Regions from separate parts of the Mus musculus genome. Here all the other regions are linked to region 1. Evidence: chromatin contacts called from public Hi-C data. All regions are on one chromosome and are shown on one strand. The core of a region is the stretch at or near the end of the contact, and the rest is flanking DNA. Distances in the headings are between cores, read along the strand shown. Region 1 has its middle 4.2 kb from the start of Gm35967. Region 2 has its middle 56 kb from the start of Trim52. Region 3 has its middle 72 kb from the start of Gm36107.

Region 1 (2,896 bases), core at 198-2,697:
GTCTTGGGGAAAGGCTACCTGCAGAGATCTAAAAGAAACCAGAGGTGGAACCCTGAGCCATGCCCCTTCACATGATGGAAAAGGTCTCTCCAGGCTGTGTTCCCAGTACAGGTCCCTCTTTATGTGCCCTCCCACAGGCCTTAGCTGGCCCAAATTCTCCTCTTTTATGAGCATGGAAGGAGCTTGCATGGGTGTTCTGTTGTGACCTTGAAACAAGTTGAGAGTAAAACGTCTTTGCTTTGCTCCACTTTGCTTTGTTTTTCTTTTTCTCCTGCCTGATCGTCAGGGAGCTCTCTGGGTTAGAAGTGTATAAACTTGGTTACATTTTCAGCTACAAACGGCTGGCTGTTTTAGGAGGTACTGACAGCTGGGCTGCAAGGCTGGAGGACTGTGGAAATTCTGATGGGGAAGGTGAAGGCCTGGCAAATGGAAAGCATTTTGGTGGGTCTAATGATTTTGGGAAAAATCTCTGCAAGGCTGGAACATTTTGCCACACGTAAGTGGCTATTTCCTTAGCCTCTTCTGCATTCACTGAGAACTCCGTGTAGCTGACCAGAGACTGAAAGAGCTGCAAAAACAGTCCCAGTGTGGGTTTGTCAAGAGAGATATTCCATTTAGGTTTTCCAAATGTGTTGCATGTAACAAAAGCCTGTATTTCTTTTCATTCCAAAAGAGATCTGCCTCATTCTGGTTCATTTAATTCTTGGAAACATAGTTTTATATGTCCAGAGAGCCCTTTGAGCCTTTGAGAGAGCAAGCAAAGGCTTCCACCCCCCACCCCGCCCCCCTTCTCTGGAAGCAGGAAATAAGTCCTGCCAAATGCAAATGAGCTCAGACTCTAACAGGCAAAGCGTCAAAGCACCGAATGCTACGACATTTTAAGCATTTTGAGAACGCACACGCTTTACACAGCTGACGTTTTGGGGGTCTGGAGAACTACAGGAAGTCACACCGACCTATCTAAAGTTGTCATTTCAGGAATACTAATGTGTCTAGAACGGCCTTAGATTTATGTTAGGAAGTCAGAAGCCCTGCCCTTCCTTTTTTTTAAATGGTGGTTTCAGAATCCTAGGGGACTTTTATCAAAGTCTTCTGCCTCTGGAGTTGTCCGTGTGGTTTTGGAACTACACAGTCTCCCTCTTTGAGTCACAAATCCTAATTGGTCTGACATAATGCTGACCAACTGAAAGATGGCGTGGGCTGTCCTTCCAAGGGTTAACAGAGCTGGTTCCAAAGGAGTGAGGCAACCACAGAAACAGGATAATAAATGTGACACTCTCAGACTATCACCAGCAAATATTTGAGCTTATCAAATAACGGAGGAAGTAGTTTAGTTACAAATAAACCAATCTCTCATAAAACAAGTTTTCACACAGGGTCATTTCATTGAGCTGGAGACAGCTAGAGGCCACTCTAGGCAGAACTCCCACTCTGTGTACACTTCGTAACAGCCTCTCATGATTAATGGACAGCAAGGGGGGGAGGCTGGGCCCCAGAGCTCGCTGGAGCTGGGCTTCCTATCAGCCAAACAGCCATAAACAGCAGGTCAGGATTACTGCATGGGAAGTGCCTGTCCGCTGGGAATGTAGCTGGGTTTGTGTTCACTTCCCCTGCCTGCCTTCTCTCTCACAGCGCGCTCTCTCTTTTTCTCCCTGTATAGCAGAGAGCACCGTGTCCTAGAAACTGTAGTAGATGTCACTGCTTGGCACTTTCTGTGCAAAGAGGACAAGTATGTGGGCTCAGGGGGGTGGCGGAACGCTACTCTTAAAGCCACAGCGACTGCGTTGGCTAGGGGCTGGAGGAGGCTGTTTTTCTGGAGCCTTTGAAATCAGCATTGGCTAAAGCATCTCATTTGGATTCCAGAAAAAAAAGCACAGGCACTGTTTGGGGGTAAGGGAGGGGGGGGGCAGGGAGCCTCTTGTTTCAAAGAGAAATTCTCATCGCGTTTAAGAAGAAATATCAAAAAATATCCTGGCATAATTACAGCAATTCAGCAAGTAAAAAATGAAGCCTGCGAAGCTGCTAGAGTTTTGGATTGTGAATGTTCATTTCTGGTGAAATAGAAATATGTCCATTTCTGAATTTTAATTTGTAGAAAATTTGTTTCATTCCCCTAAAGGATAATAAAAAAATGTGAATTAGATGACACATATGCATAGAAGTATAAAAATAGAAACATTCAGACACAGCACTGCCATTCAGAGAAGGCATTTAATATGTTTTCTACCCATCTTTCCAAAATCTGTTAAAAATAGAATGTTGAGACCTTCACCATATGGGGAATTTTGTACTATTTTTCGATCAGATTCTAGCATAGTCATGGCCCTACAGTGTTAGCCAATGTTTTTGCATATATAGTTTTGGAGTTGAAAAATACTAATTTTTACAGCTTAGATCTCCATAGGGAAGCGTTTGAGAGCCCTTGCCGGTGGGTTCCTGCTACAGAGCAGCGTGTGCTTGCTTTGCTTTTCAGGTGTGTCATTTACCCCAAGTCTATGTGATGAGTTTTGAATAAAACTTGGAGAGGAGAAGGCAGATCTATTATCCTCATAGCTGTCTCATTAGATTTTATATTTAAAACAAACTCTCTGGTGATTGCATTTTCCATGGAGCTGGGAGAGATTCAGAGCTCAAAGTCTCTTGGCTTTATGAAGTACTTAGCTCTGCTAATGCTCTTTCCAAATGCACAAGCCCTGCCTGATACAGTCTCGTTCCTTTAAGGAATGATAATTGCATTGGCCGGCTCCCCTACTTGCCACCTGTGATACCAGCACTTAGATGCACTTTGTTTATATTGGGCATCTTCAACTACTTTTCATAACCATTATCTCTTCTGAGCCCTGGACCTGGATCTATGTTTAGTCATTGTGCCCTTGAGTCAGGATTCACTACAGCC
Region 2 (3,059 bases), core at 195-2,694, 430 kb before region 1:
GACAGCTGGAGACAGGAAGTGGACACTGACAGACAGCTGGAGACAGGAAGTGGACACTGACAGCTGGAGACAGGAAGTGGACACTGACAGCTGGAGACAGGAAGTGGACACTGACAGACAGCTGGAGACAGGAAGTGGACACTGACAGCTGGAGACAGGAAGTGGACACTGACAGCTGGAGACAGGAAGTGGACACTGACAGACAGCTGGAGACAGGAAGTGGACACTGACAGCTGGAGACAGGAAGTGGACACTGACAGCTGGAGACAGGAAGGGAAAATTTGGATGTGGTTACTTCATAAGGAAAATAAAGCAGCAAGGAGCGCCATGATGACACAGACTCTACTATAAAGAACCAGCATAAATGAGAAAGTATGAACAAATGGAGATAAGGTAATCTGTCAGGATACTACTATTTCATAAAATTTCTTGCTTAACTGCCTAGTTTGAAGGAAAGACCCCTGCTACTTCCTGGTAATTTCAGAAGGGTCAGGCAGGAGTCCTGCCATATAGGGTTACATAGCAAGACAGTGACTCAAAACATCCCTCCAAGAAGCCCTTCAACTATGGCAGTTGTTCTCAGCCTTCCTAATGTTGCAATCTTTTAATACAGTTCCTCATGTTGTGGTGATTCCCAACCATAAAATTATTTTTGTTACTACATCATAACTGTAAGTTTGCAGTTATGAATCATAATGTAGTAAGGAGAGAAGAAAAGATAATACAAAAGCCACAAATAAGTTCCTTTACCAAAAGCCAAGTTCACATCAGAACACTTGTTAACAGACATTAGATGAAAGTAAAATTGGAGAAAATTAGGCTACTTGAGGGGCAAAAAATGAGACAAGCAAAAAAAAAGGGGGGGGGGATTCGTTAAAATTACAGTTTTTCCTACCCATAGGTTGAGAAACCACTGATCTACAGAATTGCTTGAGAATATTACAGTCCCATTTAGCAATTTATTCTGCATGGACTAACTGCATAATCAATTGATTGATTTATCACATTTGATTGAAGAACCTTCGAGATATTGAGCTACCTGCCTAACTATGGCTAGTATATAGTAGACATACAGACTACTAAACAGGCAAATGGAAGGAGTAAATAAGATAGAGAAATAACATCCTGTGAGCTGAGAAATATGTAGAGTTGGGGCATAGATGAACAAGAGAAAGACAGTAAGGCTTCCAGCAAGCAGTCATATATAAGTTAAGCTCTGGCATGTAAAAGTTAATGAAGAGAGCTAAAATTTCTTGGGGGAAAAATATTTAAGATTTGAGAGCAAGAACAAGAGAAATAAAGCCACTGGTAAAGGTGGCTTTTTCTGGCTAGAGTTCAGAATTCCAGTTTTCACGTATTCAGAAAGGAAGCAAAACTAGACAGCAGGCTCCAGATCAAGAGCCTTGTGAGTCATGCCAAAGGAGTTTGGAAGCTAAAGAGCACCGGGGAGCCAGTAAAGGATTGTAAGCTGATTAGTGACAAAACAGGAATTGGAGAGTGATTCTGCTGGTAGGGATGAAGAGGCTGAAGGAGTTATGCAGCTGAATTAACATGGAATAAAAGCACAATGAATATTGCTACAAATAGCATAAGCAAATGGAAACATGATACAAACGAAAGCAATCCATCTTAAAGGGGGTGTGTGATACATGAAACCAGGCTAAATAAATAAATAGGACACAGATGATAGGTGTTACAAGCAATAGGAAAGACCTCACACACACACAATGAGCTTTGGCTAAAGAGAAGGCTGGAATGACAACAGAGAAAAGAGAAGGGTACCTTTACACATGCTAGAGAAATGCTTTCTTATATGTGTAGAAAGAAACAAGACAGGTCAGAAATAATGCCAATGGAAAATACACGTTGTCATAAATTTTTCTCTAGTAATTAAATTTTTCTCCAGTAACTAGCTTTCTATATAAAAATTTAAAAAGTATTTTTAATTCCCAGTAATTAAGTCATTGATTACAAGAAAAAAAGGCTAGAATGAATTTGACAAAGCTAGCAGTGCTTTTAGTTTCTGCACTCTGAAAAGAAAATGAATTAGACTAGCCAAGAAGAATTGTTGGACAACTAGGATCTACTCAAAAGGATGGAACCCGAAAATACCACCTTTCTGAGGCATCTACAGGGAAAGTATAAAAATTTGGGATAGTCACTATATCATAGACTCCATTTGAACATGGTAACTCCTGAAGATTACTTTGACAGTGGGTAAGAATGAGCAGAGCTGCCTGGAATAAACATGGGGGAAAGAGCAATGGAATTAAGAGGCAAAGGTTAGAGTCTGTGGAGTGCAGGGAGAGAGGAAAGCCTGTAGGCACTGCATACAGACTTCACAAACACAGTGATCTTGGCAGCAGTATCCATTTTACCTGTGGTTACATGATTCCAGGTAGGGCCAGACAGGACACCTGCAAAAGTATGCATACATATAGGATACTTAAACTTTTCTAGCAATCTTCATCAGTACAGAGCATGAAAAGAAATATCATATTGGAGTAATTTTAAGGTTTGAGATCATCTGGACAACGATGTTAAAATAAAACACAATGATCCCGGCCAGACACAAGTAGAACTGTCAGAAGTCTGACAGACGAGAGAATAGAAGACTAGATAAACGGCTTTTAAAAGAATCTGAAAGTGGAAATAAACGTTTGTATATGTACCAAAAACAATCGCGTATAGAAATACGGGGGTTTTCAAAATACTTGTTTCTGAGGGGTGCTACAGCATGCATGTAGAGTCAGCTCTTTCCGTCCACCTTCACTTGGGTTCTACAAATCTCACTGTGACAAGCACTTTCACAATGGGAGCCGTACTGCCACCTCCAAATGTAGCTTTTTACCGTAACTTTGTAAAAGACAAAGGACTCAAAACTAAAATATAAGCTAGCACAAGTCACTAAAATAGGACGGACAGGGAGATTATAATACTGGTTGTGTTATAGATTGTCCAACTATAATAAAAATCACATTATTGTGTCCTTTTAGGAAGCAACGGTCTATGACACAACGGTCTATGGCACAACGGTCTATGTTTTTTATTTTTTAACA
Region 3 (2,760 bases), core at 157-2,656, 460 kb before region 1:
TTTGAAATAACAATAGCATGTGGGGAGAAGATGAAATATTCCGCATTTTTTATACCTTAAATCATTTCTTTTATTACTATAACTTGCACTTATATACCTTAAAACATCTTCTTAGATCCTTCAACATTTATTATTTGCATTTACCAACCATAAACATCTTTCATTCGAAGCATTTTTTTAATTTCTAAATCATCATCATCTATGTTCCTTTATATCCTCTAACCTTCATCACTTGCATTTATCAATCTCAAACATTTTCCATAAGCATTTTTTCTTGTATCTTAGCCTGCTGGATTGGATCATAACTCACCTAAACCAGAGCTCACAAGTCCATAGAGAAGAGCACCATTGGGCAAGAGCAAACTCTGTCTGACAGCTGCCCTGAGATGCTGCGCTCTCTCTGTGACAGCTCCTCCAGTGGCTCATCATGCTCCTCTGCCTCCCCAGAGGTTGGTAGACATTCCAGTGGGGCCAGGAATGGAGCCAAGAATGGGACCTACAGGGGATCAACCCCCTGCTGTCACTGGCCTCTGCTGGGTACACCCCCACAATAGCAGTGTGCAGTGACAGACTCTGGGAACTACTTAGTTTCATTTTCCTTCTCTGAAACCCACTTCTCTCTCCTACCCCTAATCAAGGTCAAAAGACTAAAAGTAACTACAGGCACTTTACCTAGTCTATGCACATCATAATAATCTTGAAATCTTTCTCTAACTTTCTCCAAGATTGCTAAATTTATTGCACCTTCCTCAGGAAACCAAGGACAAACCTTCTCTACAAAATCTAAAAAACTGTGTAATAGCTGTTGCTCTACTTTAAGCATTTGTATAAAAAATATATGGCTGTATCCAATTCCCTTTTTTTTAAAAAATAAATTTTCATTTTCTCTCTCCTTTCTTTTTCTTTTAACAAGTTTACTTACTTTTTCAGAGCTCCCTTATCTGTGTTTTCCTGTGGGTTTTCTTCCAAAAGTTATTCACCAGCTGCCAACACTTTCACTTTTCCTGAGTGTATCACTGTGTTCCCGGTAGTTGAGCCCTATGGTGCTACTTCCCAGAAATCCATGACTAGGAGACTGAGTATGATTGTAGGAAAGGCAGAAAGAAGACACAAGAGACAGACATGGGAGCGCTGCTGGTCAGACCATGACAGCAACAAGTGTATTTTCTCAGTGTTAAAGGCAAGTAACAGAAAACATGACCAGTTCCAGGAAGTTAAACAATGATCACAAATGCTTACATGGCAAGCTTATGGTACATAATACCTATGTTTGACTAAGGCCATTTCCTCCAGGCCATTTCTCTCAAGGACGTATGTGTAAATGGAGGAACTTGGCTGGATATAATGAACATCTTAACTGAAAACAGACAGATGTCAGCAAACCAGTTCATGATTAATCACAAGCAAGAAGTCAGCCAAAGTTTGTCATTCACGCTCATTAAAAGGGAACCTACAAAGACTAATGAGAGCATAACATTCTTTGCTTCCTTATTATTTCCCTTTGGTTGCTAAGATAAAATATCAGAACTGAAAGAGCTTTATATGAGAAAGAGGTTGTCTTGTGGTTCTAGAGGAAGAGTCTAGAATGACATGTAAGGTATGGTAGCAAGTGTCCAGAACAAGGAGATGAGAGATTATATCTCTATCCACACAAATGAAGTAAAAAGTGTAAACTGGGAATGGAACATGGCTATGAACTCACAAGCCCAACCCCAGTGGCATCCAGTAACAAGGCTCCAACTTATAAAGGCTCTACAACCTCCCCAAACAGTGCCAACAACTGAGTAGCAAGCATTCAAATACATGATCCTATGAAATACTTTTGTGATTCTAACCATTACCATTTCCTCCATGTTCTCAGAATGATACATAGAAAATTCATGCTCATTTATGGTTATCTTTCAGGGAAGCAATTGTTTTCTCCTCTTTTACATACCTTACTGTAAAATATGAATCTGTCCTCACAATATTAATGTTGCTTGATGATATTATCATGGTAGATGCTACTTCATAGAAGAAAAGTCTCTGCTCTTCAGTAGCCACCTACAATTCAGTTGGTTAGCTGCTAAGAATTCATTGTTTAAAGGAAGCTACCAAATGCCCAAGTTTAAAGCTAGGCCACTTTCTCTCATCAAAACCCATTATTGTTTCTGTTCCAGTGCTCAACCACCTTCTATATTTCAGTCAGCTAAAATGTCACGAGTAGGCAGAGCTATAGCTAATAAGTCCCTGTAAGCATTCCATAATGGTATACTTGTATTTATTTTTATTAGTTTTATTTTTCTAATTTCTGGTGAATTTTTTTCTCTAAAAATGAAAAGTTTATATAAGGGAGGAGAAACTATTAGAAATAATCATATATCCACGTGGAAAATACACTTATTTTTCTTCAGTTTTTATCTGTATGGTTGCTAAATATATGTAGTGCAATACAGGATTTTTATCACCTGCATATCCTTTGTGTTCTAGTGTAGCAATTAGAGCTTTTTCACCAGTAGACTGAATTTGTCTTGTTGTCAGCTGGGAATTAGCCAGAAAGGAATTTCTCCACAATACTTATGTCATCTCTTGCAGTAACTCCTGCCACATGACTTTTAGCCCAATTGATTTGACTGTGACTTCCAAATTTGATAAAACCACCACCCCTGATCTATGGATATGATCATATTCCTTGTAACTAACACCTGGGTCTAAACCTTAAATAACTGTCCTAAGCAATGGAGAAATTCTTCATATATCAAAAATACCCAGTGGTCTCTC

The links. Hi-C and Micro-C count contacts between places; a contact is called where the count stands out from the background.
Region 2: a Hi-C map of the C2C12 cell line shows a contact between it and region 1, with 2.4 times the contacts expected there. The contact joins two enhancer-like sites.
Region 3: a Hi-C map of muscle stem cells shows a contact between it and region 1, with 2.5 times the contacts expected there. The contact joins two enhancer-like sites. A contact is called at or near these places in 1 of 484 Hi-C or Micro-C datasets (muscle stem cells) and 1 of 115 datasets of contacts at active chromatin or transcription factors (fibro-adipogenic progenitors).

The regions. Positions count from the first base shown.
Region 1 is chr14:105,731,107-105,734,002 of GRCm38.p6, reverse strand. No RefSeq gene overlaps it. Among named protein-coding and RNA genes, the nearest start is that of Gm35967, 4.2 kb to the right of the region's middle. Within about 2 kb of position 1,447, at least 335 of the 459 cell types and tissues checked have an H3K27ac peak or open chromatin away from gene starts, as enhancers often do. A contact at or near this core is called in the C2C12 cell line, fibro-adipogenic progenitors and muscle stem cells, where this site is marked.
Region 2 is chr14:106,160,891-106,163,949 of GRCm38.p6, reverse strand. No RefSeq gene overlaps it. Among named protein-coding and RNA genes, the nearest start is that of Trim52, 56 kb to the right of the region's middle. Within about 2 kb of position 1,444, at least 31 of the 459 cell types and tissues checked have an H3K27ac peak or open chromatin away from gene starts, as enhancers often do. A contact at or near this core is called in the C2C12 cell line, where this site is marked.
Region 3 is chr14:106,192,072-106,194,831 of GRCm38.p6, reverse strand. No RefSeq gene overlaps it. Among named protein-coding and RNA genes, the nearest start is that of Gm36107, 72 kb to the left of the region's middle. Within about 2 kb of position 1,406, at least 33 of the 459 cell types and tissues checked have an H3K27ac peak or open chromatin away from gene starts, as enhancers often do. A contact at or near this core is called in fibro-adipogenic progenitors and muscle stem cells, where this site is marked.